3 separate regions of the Mus musculus genome follow, and all the other regions are linked to region 3. Evidence: chromatin contacts called from public HiCAR-type and promoter capture Hi-C data. All regions are on one chromosome and are shown on one strand. Each heading gives the region's core, a stretch centred on a gene start, on an enhancer-like site or on the middle of the called end of the contact. The rest is flanking DNA. Distances are from core to core; before and after follow the strand shown.

Region 1 (2,988 bases), core at 362-2,861, 350 kb after region 3:
ATCAAAGGCCTCTTAACTAAAACAAAGAGCAATTGACCCTGTAGCTTGTTCATTCAAGAGTGAGGAGAGTACATTAGACCAAAAACCACACGCAAAAATTGTCTTAACAATTCAGCCAGCCACCGAAATCAATACATCAACGTGCCACAGCCATATCCACCTTTCACCCCAGCACTTGGGAGACAGAGGCCAGTGGATCTCTGAGTTTGAAGCCAGCCTGGTCTACAGAGTGAGTTCCAGGCCAGACAGGGCTACACAGCCAACAAGTCAAAAAACAAAACAAAATAAAAGCAACAAAACATCTAGAGAGGCAATATAAGCAAGGGAATCCAGCAGGTTTATTTTCTAATTCAAAACCTACAAACAGCTATATTCATGTTTGTAGTCACACACTTTGTTGAGAGCAAGAAGATATTTACAAATGTAGTTAAGATAACTAAAGTTATATTTTATTATGCTGAGGATTAGTATACAGTATTTACACTTTAAATTTCTAATTACAGTCTTAACCCTATCTTCCCAGGGCTGCTCACCTGGGTGACATATTTTAGCTTGTCAGGTTCAGTTTTTTTTTTCCTTTTTATTATTATTATTTATTCATTCTACATCCTAATGGTAGCCTCCCCTTCTGCCTGTGATCCCAGTCCCATCCTCACAAACACCTTCCCTTCTCAGAGAGGGGAGGAGACCCCCTTGGATACCACCTGATCCTGGGACATCAAATTGAAGCAAGACTACACACAACCTTTCCCATTAAGGCCTTACAAGCCAACAGAAGTTTTTGATTTGAGGCTCCTGAGGGCAGATTATGGTGGTGTCTTCTCATATGTGCAGCGCAGAGCATTGTCTTAGTCTCCAATTATATACTGTTCACTGGGGATCATGGGGTTTTAGGATTGTTATTTGGAGTGAGTGATGTCAGAGTTTTGGTTATTAGTCTTGGGTGTTTAAAAGGCATTTTTTTTTACTATGTTCATTACACACTTATATACATTTTCTACCTCTCCTACACTTATATATAAATACATCACACCGATCGCCTAATTGCCATTAGGTGTTGACTGGGTACGGAACAACCTGTCAGCCACCTAAATCGGGTCACTAGAGCAAAAGTTGTAAAATCCGTAAATGTAAAAAATTAAGATTAAAGAGGCAGGGTCTGAGAAGAAGACTTTGAAAGATGAAGCAAAATCTCTGTGGTGACGGTGTAAAAGAACTTCCACCGAAAGTATGTCTTTAAAATGCGGAGGGCTCCGTTCATGGGCCCACCGCCCGCCTCAGGCCCTAAAGAGGGTCTGGCAGGTTTCTGCTGTTGTCCTCCGTCAGGATCCCCTGCCTCTCTGCCAGTGCTAGCTAGTTCTGGCTGCTGAGCACACAGCACAGCCTGGCACCCTGGCGACCCTAAGCCGCCAAGTGAGAAAGAAGCTTCTAGAAACCATGCGGGCCTCCGATGGGGGGCCGCGGGCGGAGGACGGGGGCCCCGAGGGGGGACGCTGCTCACCTGAGCTCCTCACAGAACCTGGCTCCGGGCTCTGCGAGCCCCGAGTTCCTCACCGCCGAGCTCCTCACACAGCGCACCGTTCCTCCCCGACCAGCACGAGCGATTCAAACTGCCCGCCGCCGCCGCCCCTCTTCCCTCCCGCTCACTTCCGGTCCCGCCCAGCTAGCCTCCACGCCCATTGGCCATGGCGAGAGGCTTTCGACCAGTCCTCACCCGGCTTCTCGGTGAGCCGCCTCTGATTGGCCCTTTTGGACGACTGTTTAAAAACAAGCAGAGCCGGCGGCGGAGCCTGCGCAGACGTCGGATGCACTGGCGTTGCCTAGAGACGGGCTCCGCACGCTGGGAGGAGCGGACTGCGGGTCTGAATGAGGGTTAAACCCTGAGCGGCTGGGCGGGCTTGAGGAGCAGGGTAAGGTGAGGTCTGTGCTGCGGGGAGGCCGCTCGCTCTAACCGTAGGACAAGCGTAAGGTGTTAGCTCTGAGGGGATTATTATTATAAAAGTTAGCTGCGAAGTTGATTATTACTTTAAAAGTTGGCGCGCACCTGCCATAGCAGCCCTGCGGAGGGCGTTTGGAGGACAGCCTGGCTATAGACAAGAGTCCTTGTCTCGAAAAGAAAAGAAGAGGGGAGGGGAGGCGGGGGGTGGGGGGGCGGATAACAGAGGCACAGTATAACAAATAATCTGAACTTGAATCTAGACATGCATGCAAAACTCAACTGCTGACCTCTCTGTCATCTCCATATTTTCAAAATCTGGATATGCGATTCGCATGGGTTGTGGTGGCTCACGCCGACAGGATTTACTGAATATGAGATCCGAGGGGAACACTTCATCAGATTCAAATATTCACAAGGCTCTTCTAAACTGAGTATACTGCTTCCACTTTCCTAATAGCACCTAAATGCCTAAATATTTTTCTTTAAAAGTAAATATCCATAGGAGGTATGGGATGTGATGCAAACGGAGGGTGGATAGGGGCGGGGGTATGGAATATGGAGTGTGGAAAATAAATTTAAAATAAAATAATTTTAAAAAAAGAAGTAAATATCCTTGGAATTGTAGAGGTGGCTCAGCAGTTGCTGCTCTTGCAGAAGACCTGGGTACAGTTCCTAACATCCACATAGTAGGTCACAACTATCTATAAATCCAGCTCAGGGAATCTGATTCCCTTTTCTGGGCCCACAGGCAACAGGTATGTAACGACATACGTGCTGGCAAAACATGCATGCACATAAAATTAAAACATAAAAATGCTCTCAGTTCCTCTTTCCTCTCCAGTGATCCCTCTCATTGTCTCTCTGCTCACATCCCATTTCTTTTTAGGGTCACTTAGTGCCCAGGGCTTATCCCAGCACCCAGTTTCCCCAGGAAGGCAGCTAAGAGTTACAGAGTCAGATGGAGACCAAAGCTGCTTTATCTTTGGCAGTTCTCTTTGCTATTCTGTAGCCAAAGACTACTTACTTTTAGCAATTTCTCTGACTTTAAT
Region 2 (2,905 bases), core at 226-2,725, 340 kb before region 3:
ATACCAGGTCACTTGCAATAGGTTCCTGTAATCGTAGGTGGGCAGGGAAGACACACTATTTACACTAGATGAGGTCATTTGCACAGGACCTAGTAAGTATAAAATGCAGCGGAAGTCATTTGCATATGACCTGCTACTTAAGGAATGCACTAGAGGTGCAAGGTCTCCAACTGTTAAAACTTTGCTTTGGAGGTAAAAGGTGACAAAGCAGGAAGACCACCCCAAGTTCTCCAGCACTCAGAGAGCCCATTGTTTCACAACTGTTAATTTGTATTTTTAAATAACAAAAGTGTTACACGTTTAAAATCTTAAGACATTGAAAACTAGCCTTCCCAGGACAACAGAATAGCCTGCGCATTAGAACCCCCCTCTCCCTCTATTCTTACTATGCCTTAAACCCAAGCTTCCCTCAACTAGTAGGGGCAATATCCTTTTCTGAGAAGAGTCATGTGTAAGTCACGGCAAATACAAAAATGGGTTTTTGGTTTTGTTGCTTGTTTGGTTTGTTTGTTTGTTTTGCCAACAAACTTCCACTCCAACAAAATGGGAGTGGAAGGTCTAATAGAGACTAAAGACTCAACAGTCCAACCGGTTGCTCCTATGCAACAACTCAAGCCCTAGCACGGGAGACGACAACCAGCTGCAACGCTGACAGCTCGGTGTCAGCATGCCTCAACCCTCCAGAGGCCCCAAGTCACTTGGTCAGGCAGGCCCACCATGCCAACTGTGTTCCTGTGGCCTTACTTACACCATAGGAACCCGGGGGAATAAAGACTGAGTTTTAACAGTCTATACACTCGACCTGGAACCAGACTCTGAAGAGTGCATAGGGCTGCTTGGATCATGCAAAATTGTACCTACCTGTCTCCGGGTCCCCCACCTGGCCGTGCAGACGCCGCCCTACCCTGCAGTGGGTACCCGACCTGACCAGGTAGATGCCACCCTGCCCTGCGGAGGGTACCCGACCTGACCAGGTAGACGCCGCCCTGCCCTGCAGTGGGTACCCGACCTGACCAGGTAGATGCCACCCTGCCCTGCCGAGGGTACCCCACCTGGCCGTGCAGACGCCGCCCCGGCTGTAACACCTATCCCACCTAGGCTGGCACATGCCACTCCTACAGCAGCGGGCGTCCCACCCACTGTTCCCGCGCGGTCGCGGGCTCACCTGGTCCCCCCCACATTCAGCTGCACGATCTCCCCGCTGCTGGCCGCCGACGCGGCGAAGCTGCCGCAATGCCCGCCCGCCATGTCTGCGGCGGGAGCCGGAGCCAGGGCCGGAGCCGGAGCCGGAGCCAGGAGCGGCGGCTCGGCGGCCGGAGCACACTCGGAACGCCGAGCCTCCCGCAGCGGCCCGGCTCGCTCCAGCCTCCCCCACTACGTGTTCGTGGCCTCCGCCGCTCGTGGCTGGAGGCCGCCGGCCCAGCCCGGCCTCTCCTCAGAGCCCACTCGCCTCCATGGCGGCCGCCACAACCATCTGGAGGACGGGTCGCCGCGAGGGACAAAAAGCTGTAGCGCCGGCGCTTCACGCTTACGAAGAAGGAGTGGGCGGGGCTGGTGAGAGGGAGGAGCTCCTGGCGATGGGCGGGGCTGGACGAAGGGTCTTCTGCCACCGATGGCCTAGGAAAGATTTGCCCCTTGCCTCTTCACCAGCACAAGATTTAGGTAAAAAAGAAACTTTCGCAGTTATTCAGACTGATCTAAGTACACTCGATGAAAAGATATTGAACACCATACAGCGCATTACCTGCAAACTGCATAGTTTCCATGCCACCACTCCTCAGGGCAGGAGAAAGCAAAAACCCTGCTGGAGTGAGCGGTATCCAGCAACATGTTTCTAGATTGTACATACACGCACTTTTATTTTCTTTACTGATTGATTTTTGTTTCTCTCTCTCTCAGCATTATGCATTGGAGCACCAAACCTTAGCGATTTCGTGTGTGTGTGTGTGTGTGTGTGTGTGTGTGTGTGTGTGTGTGTGAGTGTGTCCTCCTGGGGATGGAATATGATGAGGCCTTGTGCTTGCTAGGCATCACTGACCTAAATGTCCAACCTCTAAATCATACTTTTAAAGAGTACTATGGCAATGGGATGTAGGTCAGCTAATGGAGACAGCACACTATATTTCAAAGATATCTAATTCAACAAGCTAAACTGTAAGCATTAAATGTCTAATAGTTTTCTCATAAAATTTAAAACTGATGAACTATAAGAGGATAGAAAACATCTTATCCTCATTAAACATTGCTTAATTTTGCTGCCAAATATGCCACTGAGATGATACACTTTCTCCAGAATTGATGATTTTTTTTTTTTTTTTTTTTTTTGAGACAGGGTTTCTCTGTATAGCCCTGGCTGTCCTGGAACTCACTTTGTAGACCAGGCTGGCCTCGAACTCAGAAATCTGCCTACCTCTGCCTCCGCCTGGCTCCAGAATTGATTTTTATAAAGGACAGCCACACCAGATGTGCTATCCTGTAACCTCAGCACTGTGGGGGTAGGGGGAACCAAGGAAAAAGAATAAGGAAGGGACTAGAGGCCTCCTCAACTACATAGAATTTGAGGTCAGCCTGAGATACAGAGACCCTGTCTCAAAAAGAGAAAGGGGAGGAAAAGAAGGTGGGAGGGAGGGAGGGAGGGAGAGAGGGAGAGTGTGAGGGTAAGAGAGGGAAGGAGGGGAGAGAGAGACAGAGACAGACAGAGAGATTATTTCTGGGGCTGGTGAGATGGCTCAGTGGGTAAGAGCACTGACTACTCTTACGAAGGTCCTGAGTTCAAATCCCAGTAATCACATGGTGGCTCACAACCACCCATAATGAGATCTGACACCCTCTTCTGGCAGGTCTGAAGACTGCAGCAGTGTACTTAGGTATAATAATAAATAAATCTTTAGGCTGACAGGAGCGA
Region 3 (2,866 bases), core at 130-2,629:
CCACCTACCAGCGTGACTGACTCCCTTTCTGCCAATTCACCTGTTCTGATTACAGCCACAGAGAACAAGGCACTTTTGCTGTATTGACAAGGGCAAGGACACTTGAAATAAGCACTCAGCCAGATGTTGGCTGTTTGGATTTTTAAGAGCTGTTAGAAGTGCTTACAGCAGTTAAAAATCACCATCACCTGTAGCCTCATGAGGACTCAGATTCTGACTAAAATAAAATAAAATTGAGCCCCCCAAAACACCAAAAGACCCCCCAAAAACAAACCATCACAGCAAAGAAGCCCCACAGCACCTCTCTAAGCAAAGGTCCCCCACTCCCCAGAGGTACTGATTTTCAGAAAGCTTTTTCATAGAGAGAATTAGAAACCACCACCAATGTTACCCAGCCCAGCCTGAAATTCCTCCAAGATACTGTCATGATGCACTTGGTGGGGGGAGAGAGGGCAGATATGGTAATGTATTTTATTCTTTTATTTTCTCTCTCTCTCTCTCTCTCCCTCCCTCCCTCCCTCCCTCCCTCCCTCCCTCCCTCCTCCCTCCCTCCCCATTCTCTTTCTGTGTGTGAGAGACCATAGTGTGTGTGTGTATATGTATGACCACAGTGTGTGACCAAAGTATGTGTGTGTGTTGGGCTGATAAATTTCTTGAAGGAGTTTAATTCTTTTAAGCTATGTCCTTATATTTAATTAGCAGAAACAGATAATGCACAATTGGCAGACTTAATGGATAGAATCTGGTGGCATACAGAATAAATATTTTAAAAACAAAACACCCCCCCCCCCACCCCGCGCGCGCGCCTTTCCTGAACCCTATCTAATCTAGATACTGGATTCCCAGCCTCTACTGTTCGGTGAGAGGCGAGGCAGGTCTTTCCACACACCCTTCACACCATCACTATCGCTCCCCTCCCCCATGGTCCTCCTCTTTAAGCTCCTGGTCTCTGGTCCTCATCCATAATCGGTTCTCCCGCCCGCCAGCCACCAGTACCCCCAAAACAGCAGCAGAAACAAGCTTTTAATTGTTTGCCCCAGCACTACTGCGTGTCCCCCATGCAATGGGCAACAAGTGTGATCAGGGCCACCGTGCAACCTGCTTGAGGGCTACTCTCTAGGGCTGACCCTCCTCTCTGGAAACTGTCTTAAGCTGCGCCAAACCAACACCCGAGGGAGGCAAACGCAAAAACCCCAGGCACCAGCGGAAAAGCGCAAGACGGAGCCAGGAATGTATGCGTGCTGGGGTTGAGGTCACCAAGCCCGAATCACATCCAACCCACAGAATGGAGAGGAAGATGAGAAGCTAGGGGACCTGCGTTGCCCTCCCGGGAGAGCGTGCGCGGGCCAGGATGGATGCCCAGGGTCTCACCTCCTGCAGTATAGCCGGGTCTCTCCCGCGAGGCGCTGGCAAGCATGAGGCATGCAGCATTCAAAATGTTTGTTTGTTTGTTTGTTTTAACACAGACTTGGTGCTTTTTTCTTTTCTTTCTCTCTCTCTCTCTGTTTTCTTTTCTTTTCTCTTTCTTTCCTTCTTTCCTTCTTTCTTTCTTTCTTTCTTTCCTCTTTTCTTTTTCTTTCTTTCTTTTTTTTTTCTTTTTTGTTTTTACCAACACGCCATTGTACTCACTCCTTATTCCAAGACGGGCTGCGCGCTCCGAGCTGCACGGGTAGGCATTTTCCCCGGCTTTGTTTTACAAGGTGGGGAGAGCGGGGCTGGAGGCGGGAGGGGTATAGAGGGGGGAGCGTGAGAAGAAACGAAATCGCCGGAAGGAGAGGACACCAGCGGTGGCAGGCTGGGCAGAGGGCGAGGCCGAGGCCAAGTTGGGATCGGACGACGACGCCCCCGCGCGCGATGGGTCACCCCGATTGCGTGGCCGCCTGGGGTCCCGCGCGGGCCCTGGGTGCGCTCGGCCCTTGGCTCCGTGCGCTCGGCCGGCGGCTGGGCTCTGCCCCGGGGCTCAGCGAGGGGGTGATCACTGCAGCCCGTGCGGCCGAGCACCCGGGTGTCTTTGTGCCGCGGCCCTGTGCAGCCCCTCTCCGCATGTCTTTGTGAGGCGCCCCGCCTGGCTCGAGCCCCGCCGGGCGCCCGCAAGGTGGGGGTGTGGCCCGGGGTGGCCCGCCTGGCCCGTAGCACCACTCTCCCCTCGCCTCGCCGCTCTTCCCTCCTTTCCGAACTCCCTCCTCCTGCTCCTGCGGTGTCCCCGCCCGGGCTCGCCTCCCCGCACACCCCTCCCAGCCCTATGCGCGTCCGCGTCGCCCCAGCTGCCAATGCGTCCTCCCCGCAGCGCCCTCGGCCTGCCTCCCGCTCGAGCCTCACCTGCACCCATCACCCAGCGTCCTCCTGCCACCTCTTGCTCTAGCTGTCATGCATGCGTCTTCCATGCCTTCCCGAATCCAGTCCGGGTGTCAAGAGAGACCCCAGATCTCTACAGGTGAGTATCTTCCTCGCTAGCGCCCCTCCACCAGGGTGGCACAGAGATACCATCCCGCTGCCTTGTGAGCCTCAGAGTGGGGACTGCAAGAGTATGGTGCCAGCTGTTCCAGGCTACACTGGGGAAGGGTTAAGCAATAGTCACAGCACTCTCAGGGCTGCTTGATTTGGGCCTGGAGTTCCTGAATCCGAAAGGAACTGTATGACTGAGTCAGGGGAGGATGGAGGGAAACAGACTACATTCTCTGGAACAACCTGCCATCCCATCCCAAGGCTGATGCTAAGGATGCTGAATGCTGTGGGCGTGGGCAGATTTTGTGGGGCTGGAAGACACCAGCCCTCAGGCTGAACTCGTTGGCCAGCCCCTCCCCAGCACTTGGAGAACCCCAGCTTGGGCGACTCTATCCAGACACCTTGGCTGCACTCTTGGCGA

Evidence for each region. Promoter capture Hi-C pulls out the DNA fragments that hold promoters and counts their contacts. HiCAR-type assays count read pairs that join an accessible place to other places.
Region 1: a contact with region 3 is called in a promoter capture Hi-C map of hippocampal neurons, with 2.0 times the contacts expected there. The contact joins the promoter of Cenpf here to the promoter of A430027H14Rik in region 3. A contact is called at or near these places in 1 of 39 promoter capture datasets (hippocampal neurons), 1 of 484 Hi-C or Micro-C datasets (cerebellar granule neurons) and 1 of 115 datasets of contacts at active chromatin or transcription factors (SST interneurons).
Region 2: a HiCAR-type map of astrocytes shows a contact between it and region 3, with 2.4 times the contacts expected there. The contact joins the promoter of Kctd3 here to the promoter of A430027H14Rik in region 3. A contact is called at or near these places in 4 of 39 promoter capture datasets (the 3T3-L1 cell line, 3T3-L1-derived adipocytes, cranial neural crest and 1 more), 1 of 15 datasets of contacts at CTCF or cohesin (the NIH/3T3 cell line), 4 of 115 datasets of contacts at active chromatin or transcription factors (astrocytes, embryonic forebrain, epiblast stem cells and 1 more) and 1 of 9 other capture datasets (adipose tissue).

The regions. Positions count from the first base shown.
Region 1 is chr1:189,686,475-189,689,462 of GRCm38.p6, forward strand. Cenpf (centromere protein F) reads right to left here and starts at 1,612. Exons shown (of 18, transcript NM_001081363.2): 1 at 1,502-1,612.
Region 2 is chr1:189,006,365-189,009,269 of GRCm38.p6, forward strand. Kctd3 (potassium channel tetramerisation domain containing 3) reads right to left here and starts at 1,476. Exons shown (of 18, transcript NM_172650.2): 1 at 1,166-1,476. The coding sequence starts at 1,248.
Region 3 is chr1:189,341,672-189,344,537 of GRCm38.p6, forward strand. It overlaps A430027H14Rik (RIKEN cDNA A430027H14 gene), which reads left to right and starts at 1,380. Exons shown (of 3, transcript NR_165462.1): 1 at 1,380-1,669; 2 at 2,288-2,434; 3 at 2,796-2,866. Kcnk2 (potassium channel, subfamily K, member 2) reads right to left here and starts at 1,682. Exons shown (of 7, transcript NM_001159850.1): 1 at 1,372-1,682. The coding sequence starts at 1,417.